Linked DNA regions of Sus scrofa: region 1 is linked to region 2. A link is a contact called in public HiChIP or PLAC-seq data. All regions are on one chromosome and are shown on one strand. The core of a region is the stretch at or near the end of the contact, and the rest is flanking DNA. Distances in the headings are between cores, read along the strand shown. Region 1 overlaps POLI (DNA polymerase iota). Region 2 has its middle 140 kb from the start of MBD2.

What was found. HiChIP or PLAC-seq counts read pairs in DNA pulled down with a chosen protein or histone mark.
Region 1: an H3K27ac HiChIP or PLAC-seq map of alveolar macrophages shows a contact between it and region 2. The contact joins two enhancer-like sites. A contact is called at or near these places in 1 of 5 promoter capture datasets (liver), 19 of 47 Hi-C or Micro-C datasets (adipocytes, adipose tissue, alveolar macrophages and 10 more) and 1 of 2 datasets of contacts at active chromatin or transcription factors (alveolar macrophages).

The regions. Positions count from the first base shown.
Region 1 is chr1:103,810,017-103,814,596 of Sscrofa11.1, forward strand. POLI (DNA polymerase iota) reads left to right here. Exons shown (of 10, transcript XM_021093321.1): 6 at 76-167. Among named protein-coding and RNA genes, the nearest start is that of POLI, 19 kb to the left of the region's middle. Within about 2 kb of position 1,330, at least 5 of the 83 cell types and tissues checked have an H3K27ac peak or open chromatin away from gene starts, as enhancers often do. A contact at or near this core is called in alveolar macrophages, where this site is marked.
Region 2 is chr1:103,629,346-103,634,566 of Sscrofa11.1, forward strand. No RefSeq gene overlaps it. Among named protein-coding and RNA genes, the nearest start is that of MBD2, 140 kb to the right of the region's middle. Within about 2 kb of position 2,061, at least 4 of the 83 cell types and tissues checked have an H3K27ac peak or open chromatin away from gene starts, as enhancers often do. A contact at or near this core is called in alveolar macrophages, where this site is marked.

The sequences.
Region 1 (4,580 bases), core at 80-2,579, 180 kb after region 2:
GTTGAATATTTTTTTTTTTGATATATACACTGATATTTGTGTTTATAATAATCCTTATTTGTGCTTCTTTGGTAGTCCTTTAGTGAGGAAGATTCATTTAAAAAATGTTCATCAGAGGTGGAAGCTAAAAATAAGATTGAAGAACTGCTTGCTAATCTTTTAAACAGGTGCTTTTTCCATTTTGTCATATTATCTTATAGATTCTGTATATAATACATGGGATAAAGTACTCAATATTCTATCTTGGAATTTACAGATTAACTGGAGACTAACAAAGTAAAGAAAGATAATTTGTCATTAAGTTTTTCTACATTTAAAGTCTTAAAAAGATAGTAACAGATGCTCTTAATTAAATTTAATTCATCTATTTCCATTAGCCTTTTTTTTTTTTTTTTTTTTTTTTTTTTTTTTTTTTTTTTGCCTTTTTAGGCCTGCACTTGCAGCATATGGAGGTTCTCAGGCTAGCAGTTGAATTGGAGCTGTAGCCGCTGGCCTATACAACAGTCACAGCAATGCCAGATCCGAGCCACATCTGCCATCTGCACCACAGCTCATGGCAACACCGGATCCTTAACCTACTGAGCAAGGCCAATCATTGAACCTGCATCCTCATGGATACTAGTCAGTTTAGTTTCTGCTGAGCCATGATGGAACTCCCCATTAGTCTTAATCTTAATAACATTGTGGTTTTACTGTGGATCTTAAGTTGCTTATCATTACCTATGGGAGTTTTATGGGTATCTCTAGAATCTACACCCCTAAATTTGTGGTGATTGAGGATAGGAAATTGGTGGAGAAAGCAGACAAACTTTTATCTCCCGTGCCTTAGACTGTGAAAGAAAATGGAGTCAGATGAAGTAATAGCTAAATGGGACTGTGTGTGAGCAATGAGAGCGATTGTGGGTATGCATAGTGTTACTGGTCTATGAATATAGGAAGAGTGTAAGTTGGGATTATGAGTATACAAATAGCATTACATAAACTGAACAAGATAGTTTTCTGATGCTCTTTTGATGTCAGATACCTATTTCTCAATACTCCTTAGAAGGGTATGATCTCTCTTCCTCCCATTTCTTTGATTTCTCAAAGTAGGATGTCAGGGGTCTAACAGTTTTGGGTAGGCATGCTTTTGTAATGATGCTAGGATGGCTACTGTGACTAGAGAAAATGGTTTTTGGATGATTCTAACTCACAGAAAACTGATAAAGTGAAATTTCCTACAACTTTGCTGTGACATGCACTTCAGTTCTCATGTCTTAAGCAGGGCTGTGCAGCTCATTGTTTGCTGCACGCAACTGGCCGGCTCTGTTACCTAGCTTCAGTGATATGACTCAGGCTGAGCCTGTGAGTGTGCTGGTGAAACTGGGTCATCTGCTTTGCTTCTGCTAATGTAAGACTACTATGAAATGCCTGGTCATTGGAAACATTTCTGCACATAGAGAAACCACAAGAAGTATAGGTTTTATAGGTTCTCTGATTTGAAGAGTCAATTAGAAATGTGGCTAGATGCACTAAACCTGTGAAATACTATTAACCATTTCTCCTGATCTCTGCGTGCTATTCCCTCATCTATAGTGGCCCCTTACTTCAGTGACTTAGGTATGTAATACCATCTAAGTGACTGGCAAAAAAAAAAAAAAACTTGCGTATATGTTCTAGAGCATATGATGATTAATACTATAGGTTTATAGGAGATTAAACTATACGCTTTTTTTTTAATTTGAAATCCATGTATGTTTGGACAATTTTTATTTTCAAAAAGGAGTACCACAGCATGAAATAATGTTATAATATTTCCTTGACTTTTTTTTTCGTTTTTTTTATTAAAAGGAGTACCACAGCATGAAATAATGTTATAATATTTCCTTGACTTTTTTTTTCATTTTTTTTATTACTCAAATGAATTTATCACATCTGTAGTTGTATAATGATTATAACAATCTGATTTCACAGGATTTCCATCCCACAGCCCAGGCACATCCCCCCACCCCCCCAAACTGTCTCCTCCGGAGACCATAAGTTTTTCAATGTCTGTGAGTCAGCATCTGTTCTGCAAAGAAGCTCAGTCTGTCCTTTTTTCAGATTCCACATGTCAGTGAAAGCATTTGATGTTGGTGTCTCATTGTATCGCTGACTTCACTTAGCATGATAGTTTCTAGGTCCATCCATGTTGTAAAAAAATGCTGGTATTTCGTTCTTTTTAATGGCTGAGTAATATTCCATTGTGTATATGTACTACATCTTCTTGATCCACTCCTCTGTGATGGATGTTTAGGTTGTTTCCATGTCTTGGCTATTGTAAATAGTGCTGCAATGAACATTGGAGTACATGTGCCTTTGCGAGTCGTGGTTTTCTCTGGATAGATGCCCAGGAGTGGGATTGCTGGATCAAATGGTAGTTCTGTGTTTAGTTTTCTGAGGAATCTCCATACTGCTTTCCACAGTGGTTGCACCAATTTACAATCCCACCAACAGTTTTTAACAGGGTTCCCTTTTCTCCACACCCTCTCCAGCTCTTATTGTTTGTAGACTTTTGGATGATGGCCATTCTGGCTGGTGTAAGGTGGTACCTCATAGTGGTTTTGATTTGCATCTCTCTAATAATGAGTGACATTGAACATCTTTTCATGTGTTTCTCGGCCATCCGTATGTCTTCTTTGGAGAATCGTCTGTTTAGATCTTCTGCCCATTTTTTGATGGGGTTGTTTGTTTTTTTGGTATGGAGCTGCAGAAGGTGTTTATAAATTTTGGAGATTAATCCCTTGTCAGTTGATTCACTTGCAAAGATTTTCTCCCATCCTGTGGGTTGTCTTTTTGTGTTGTTTAGGGTTTCCTTTGCTGTGCAGAAACTTTGAAGTTTGATTAGATCCCATTTGTTTATTTTTCTTTTTGTTGTCAATACTCTGATAGGTGGATCTGAGAAGATGTTGCTGTCATTTATGTCAGAGAGTGTTTGGCCTATGTTTTCCTCTAGGAGTTTGATAGTGTCTGGTCTTATATCTAGGTCTTTAATCCATTTGGAGTTTATTTTTGTGTATGGTGTTAGGGAGTGTTCTAATTTCATTCTTTTCCATGTGGCTGTCCAGTTTTCCCAGCACCACTTATTGAACAAGCTGTCCTTTCTCCATTATACACTTTTGAATCATTCTCTAGGCACTGGTTTTAAGATTGCTTGGAGTCTAACCTTTTTCTAGTATGTTTTAGTTATAGGAACCAATTCATACTCATTGAATTGCATATTAACTGAATAGAACGAGTTTAACTGGAAGATATTTAAATTAGTAACATGTTTACAGGAACCATTTAAGATATTTTAGGAGTTCCCGTCCTGGTGCAGTGGTTAACAAATCTGACTAGGAACCATGAGGTTGCGGGTTTGGTCCCTGCCCTTGCTCAGTGGGTTAATGATCCGGCGTTGCCATGAGCTGTGGTGTGGGTCACAGACTTGGCTCGGATCCCGAGTTGCTGTGGCTCTGGCGTACGCCGGTGGCTACAGCTGTGATTCGACCCCTAGCCTGGGAACCTCCATATGCCGTGGGAGCAGCCTTAGAAAAGGCAAAAAAAAAAAAGGTATTTTACTACCTTAAGTAAAGCAGCAGTAAAGAATTTTTGTGGTAAAGCAATAATGAAAAATTATTTACTACAGCAATCTAAATTTTCTGATTTTAAATCAGCCTTAGTAGGTTTAACAATATTTGTGTTGTTTGTGATTTTTTTTAATGTATTGTCATATATATAGAAAAGAAGGTATTATTTTGCTGACATTTATTTTCTCCAACAATTCAGTTTTCTACTTTAAAGTAGAAAATATCATTTGAAACTTTTGTTTTCAACACCAAAACCAAGACTTTTTAAGATGCACAGACATGTATTTTCTAATTATAGCATATAATTGATCTTTCACTTTATTGTTCTAATATGCCATATAATGGTGGTATTAGTGATTCCCTTGGATCTATTTGAGGAGTGTTTTTTGACAAAAATAATCTCATTAAATTTTTTTTCTTTTTGTAATCTTATTTTTTTAATGCGTAAAAAATCTGTCATTTTTTATATATTTGCTTCTGTCAGCGAATGATTTCTCAGTTTCTTAAATTTCTTGCTGATTTTTTTTGTTGTTGTTGTTATTGTTTTTATGGCTGCACCATGGCATATGGAAGTTCCTGGGCCAGGGATTGATTGAATCTGAGCCACAGCTGCGACCTATGCCACACCTGCAGCAAAGCCAGATCCTTTAACTCACTGTGCTTGGCCAGTGACTGAACTTGTGCCTCCATAGCGACCCAAACTGCTGCATTTGGATTCTTAACCCACTGTGGCACAGTGGGAGCTCTGCTGCTGATTTTTAATATGTTGCTTTTAGTTATGTTTTGGATTTGGGTTATATAATGAATTGTTACAATTCTATCTTATTTCTGTTCTTTTTCTGATAGCACTCAATTTTGAGTGAGGCCTGAGGACCTTACATTTGAAATTTCAGAGTAATTTCCTTGGGTTATTCGAGGGCTTTTATTGTCTACTCCCTAGCTATCAACTGTATTTGTAATTGTTATCATAACTAAATTGGCACCTTCTGTAAA
Region 2 (5,221 bases), core at 811-3,310:
TCACAAGGCATGCCATTTGCTAACACAGTCCATTACATTTTGTTCATTACGCAGTGCATTTGTTACCAACAGTAATAAATCACTGAGAAGTACAGGAAAATCTGGCCTCTGAAACAGTTGCAGCAACAAGATTCAATACAAGCTTTGATCAAGACAATCCCCACACAGCTAAGAAATTGTAACTCACCTTTGACGACAGTACACTTTGATTTCCTTTCCATCCTTCTGTTCCTGATTGCTAGTAACTGTGATTGTATAGGTTTCTGTTGCTCTCCTCAAGTCTACCTAACAACAGGCTAGGGAGGTGGGAAGAAAAAAATCAAGAGTCATGAATTACACTGTCTTATAAAGAGTGCTAGAGCCAGATATATCCAAACAAAATTAAAATTCAAAAAGGAGTTCCCATTATGGTGCAGAAGAAATGTATCAGACTAATATCCATGAGGATGCAGGTTCAATCCCTGGCCTCGCTCAGTGGGTCAGGGCTCCTGCATTGCTGCAGTGTAGTTAATAGACACTGCTCAGATCCCAAGTTGCCATGGCAGTGGCATAGGCTGGCAGCTATAGCTCGGATTAGACCCGTAGCCTGAGAACTTTCAAATGCTGCAGGTGCAGCCCTAAAAAGCAAAAAAAAAAAAAAAGTTTCATGCACCCCCATGTTCACAGCAACTCTATGAACAAGACATGGAAACAACCTAAATGTCCATCCACAGATGAATGGATAAAGAAGATGTGGTACATATAAACACTGGACTACTACTCAGCCCCCTAACATGGATGCAACTAGGGATTATCATACTCAGTGAAGTAAATCAGAAAGAAAAATAACATGTGACATTACTTATGTGTGGAATATAAAATATGACACAAATGAACTTATCTATGAAACAGAAACAGACTCACTCACAAGAAGAACAGTCTTGTGGTTGCCAAGGGGAAGGGGGTTGGGAGAGGGATGGAGTGCGAGGTTGGGGTTAGCAAATGTAAGCTCTTATGCATGGAGGGGATAAACAACAAGGTCCTACTATATAGCACTGGGAACTTAATATCCTAGGAAAAACCATAAAAGAAAAAAATTTTTTTTAAAGAATATGTGTATATCTTATATATAGATATATAGATATGTAAATGAATCACTTTACGATGCAGCAGAAATTAACACATTGTAAATCACCTACAGTTCAATTTTATTTTATTTACTTATTTATTTTGTCTTTTCTAGGGCCACACCCATGCATATGGAGGTCTCAGGCTGGGAGTCTAATTGGAGCTATAGCTGCCAGCCTATGCCAGAGCCATGGTAATGTGGGATCCGAGCCGCGTCTGCAATCGACACCACAGCTCATGGTAATGCCAGATCCTTAACCCACTGATCAAGGCCAGGGATCCAACCCGAAACCCGAAACTTCATGGTTCCTAGTCGGGTTCGTTAACCACTGAGCCATGACGGGAACTCCTACTTCAGTTTTAAAAAAGAGCCCTAGAGCCATGAAGGGGCTAGAAGAACTTTCATGAAAGGGATTCTGGCATTGTTTCTCTGGTTGGACATCTGCTTAGGCAAGACTGTAGTTGGTATGCCCTGCATTTCAGAGGGTAGGATCAGGACAAGTCTACTATAAGGTGATCAGCATTCCCAAGGTTTAGTGGGACAAAGACGGCAAGTGTCCCAGGGGCAAGGTGGACACCTCTGATGGTAACCAGCTTGAGCACTCTTGTCGTAATTCACCCAAGAGGGTTGGTCATCAGCAAAGAGACCCTACTATAAGAGTCTGTAGAGGTGATCACCAGCCTGGGGAGCCAGATGTGGTACTGCTGCCCAGTTAAGTTAAAGTTTTCCTGTTCCCTCCTGCCATTCCAGCCCCTGAACATGTAGAGACATGGTAGAGGAAAGAGGGCAAGTGGTAACATTCAACTGGGCCCTCTCTCCCCTTTTCAAGCCCTTCGGGACCAAGCCCTACCTGTGCTATGAGGAGAGGAGAAGACACAGAGTTAAACTGTATTAAGGTTGTTTTACATTAGCCTAGACTGGACTGGAGTTGTTAATAACTGAAAGTGACTGGAAAGCTATGTGCTAAACCTAGGATGTCACAGAGGGATGGGAAGGAATGAGTCAGCTAAGCATGACTGAAGACAATGACTGGAGAAAAATAAAACAATCTTATCTCTGGTCCCTTGTTAAATCAGACTTTTCAATTAACTGGGTTCTCTTATCTGGATCCCAATGTTCTCCTCTAAAAAAAAAAAATGGAACATTTCCAGTTCTAGCATTCTCCAAGAGCTAGGCTCTACATGACTAGATTTTTCAAGTAAGGAAGGGATAGTCTAATTCTGTAAACAATGTATAAAAGAGCTGAGTTTTCTCTTCCATTTCAGGTTCTGCCATAGTAAACAAAACCACCAAAATTAGTATTTGAATTATCAGGGACCACGCTCCCTTGTAAAGGGAGGTATTAGTCCAGGTGTTAAAACATGATTGACATTGGTTTTTCTTCAAGATAAAATTAAGTTTCTTAGTTTCTCTTTCTCTTCCCCCCAATATATGTAGTCAGGCTTCTGACAGTGATATTTTACAATGTTCTATTTAAGTAGCTAATAATGCTTCCTGCATGGAGTTTTTCTTTTAAGGGTGTTTTCAGCATTTCACAGGAAGCAATAATGGGCCATAGGTACCCTACTAATTATTAACAAATCACTTATGATTTCACTTATGACTATTCTGTCTCTATTATATAGCAACAGCAGAAACTTTGTTCTGAATTCTAATGGAACCCTTCCCCTGGTGAGAGTGTACAGCTTTTTTGCAAAGTCTAGCCAATTTAACAATGAATCAAATTTGTATGTTCATGGTTGTGATAAAAAAGGATACTCCAAATGAAATTATTTTAGAAAGGAAATCACCCCTAGTTTCTTTCCTATAAATTACCCTTTCCATTCACTAGGCTGCCAAAAAAATTAGATCCAGCTGATTTTTTAATACGTTGTTATTGTTTGAGCTAAGAAACAACAGCACCTCAATTGCAGAGGAGGTTCTTCTGGAAGCAGGGGTCTCCCTGGGCCTTGGAACGGATGAAAAAATCTCACTAGGAGGATGAGCCTGAATTGCATCTGCTTTCCCAAATGGAAAGTCTGAGAGCTGACAAGATAGTTTGGAAGTTTGGTAGTTTGGAAGACTTTTTAGCAGGTCAACATCTGAACCAAAAAGAATGGTGATGGGCTTAATGAGATTAACGTGGACTTGATGAGTTATGAGTGACTTCATAGACCGGCCTCACATCAAGGCGGGTGTCAGAGCATTATGGGTGCTGTGTCATGATGTAGGGGTGAATGGGCCATTGCTTTTACTCAGGTATAGGCAGGCTGCATGCTGTGTAGTGTGAAGCAAACCAGTTTATAAAGTGATCTAAGTTTTTCTTTAAAATTCCAACCTAGGAGTTTCAGATGGAGTATTGGGTTAAAGATCCAGTGTTGTTACTGCTGTGGCTCAGGTTTAATATCAGGCCCTGGAATTTCCACATCCATGCTGCAGCCATGGCCAAAAATAAACAAATAGAAATAAAATTCCAATCAAAATTATACTTACAAGTGGATATTGGCTTACTTCCTACCATTTAAGCAAGTGATAGCAGACTCAGTACCTTTGTTATTAAATGAGCAGCTGTCCAAGCCCTGAACCCTGGGCCCAGAAATTTTTGTTAGAGTAACTGGGAGAGAAAAGGTCTGTGTCTGTGTTGTACTTACTAGAGCTGCTGAGAGCTGGACCCACATATGCTTATCCCCACCACTCTCTGGGAAGAATTCTCTTAACTATCAAAGTTCAACTCCATCAAGAAATCCGTAAGGTTCAGTGAATGTCAAACATTTTCCAAACATATAGCAATATGATAGGCAAATTTTTTAAAAAATGACATAAGCATGGTACTATGTCTATTACTGAAGGAGATTTCAGGAATAGTAGAGAGTTAAGAAAGCACTCCAACTTGACTTGCCATTTATTGCTATAAGCTCAAGGAATAGCTTTTCATGCAAAGATACAAGATGATGTAAGCTCAAGGTTGTCCTCTGTCTTTCTCTGAGTCTCCCTGGGTTACTCTCAATACACCCATGGAAAGTACTCCCACATCATTTAGACCGTGATAGCCAGATGCTATGTTTCAGTTACCATAGGCGATGCTAAGCAGATTGGAGTCAAGTAGGCAGAGAACAGAAAAAAAAGGATTCTGTGAACACAGAGACAACCAAGAAGATGTTGTCCTCTTAAAGTCAAAAATTTTAAATGAGTGAGAAAACATCCGAGATCCTAAAAATCAACACAGCTTCTGTATGTCCACTAATATTTGAAATTAATGCTTCTAGAACTGTGCTGCTTGACCAGCAACCACCACTTGGGGGCACCCTTTTGCTTTGAAACAGCAAGAACCCCACCCAAGGACCTTCCACAAAAAACTGTTCAGGGAATGTTAAGTCTTACCTGTGGGGGCTCACCCCAAAGATGATGGACCAGTCGGACTCATAGCCTCATAGCCTCTTCTCACTTTCCAACTGAGAACACTTCCTGTCCTGATCAGCCATCTCCACCAAAACATGGGCTCTCTAAGTGATGTTTAAAACCAATTTTTTAAAGCTTTTCATTGATTTTTCAAAGAATAAGCAAGAAACCCATCACTCATCCATGGTGAAGCATAGAGGGAGTGCCAATTCTATTTTGGGTGAAAGATGTGGGACTTCAAGTCCTCTCCAATGAGATAAACTCAAAGAGCCTCTGGCTGGGATAAAAATTACCAGACCCTTATTGCCCCACCAGTCTCACTGCAACTGTTACAAAGTTCTTGAGCCCCCTCTCCCTCTTCAGCAACTTGGCCTACTCCCTCCTGCCTCATATTAGTAAAGGTATTTGGCCAGCTCCTCTACCCCTATAGGGAAATTTCATGTTCCCAACCAACCAGCAGGTGTATCATAAGGCCTCTCCTCGCTCCTTTGTCTCTGGGCTATAAAAACAGACACTACCACATGCTCTGGGGACAGCTCTCAATGACCATCAGAAAGCCAGCTGGCTGTGCTAGCAGCATTTCTTATTTCAATAAACTCATCTTTTTCTTCACCCCACTATGAGGAAATTCTTTTCCAACCCACACAACAATAGCCACACTTTAGCAGCATCTGGCTTGAGTGACAACAAAATGGATTTGAGTTTCAAAGCTGAAGAGGATGTCCTCACGTTATG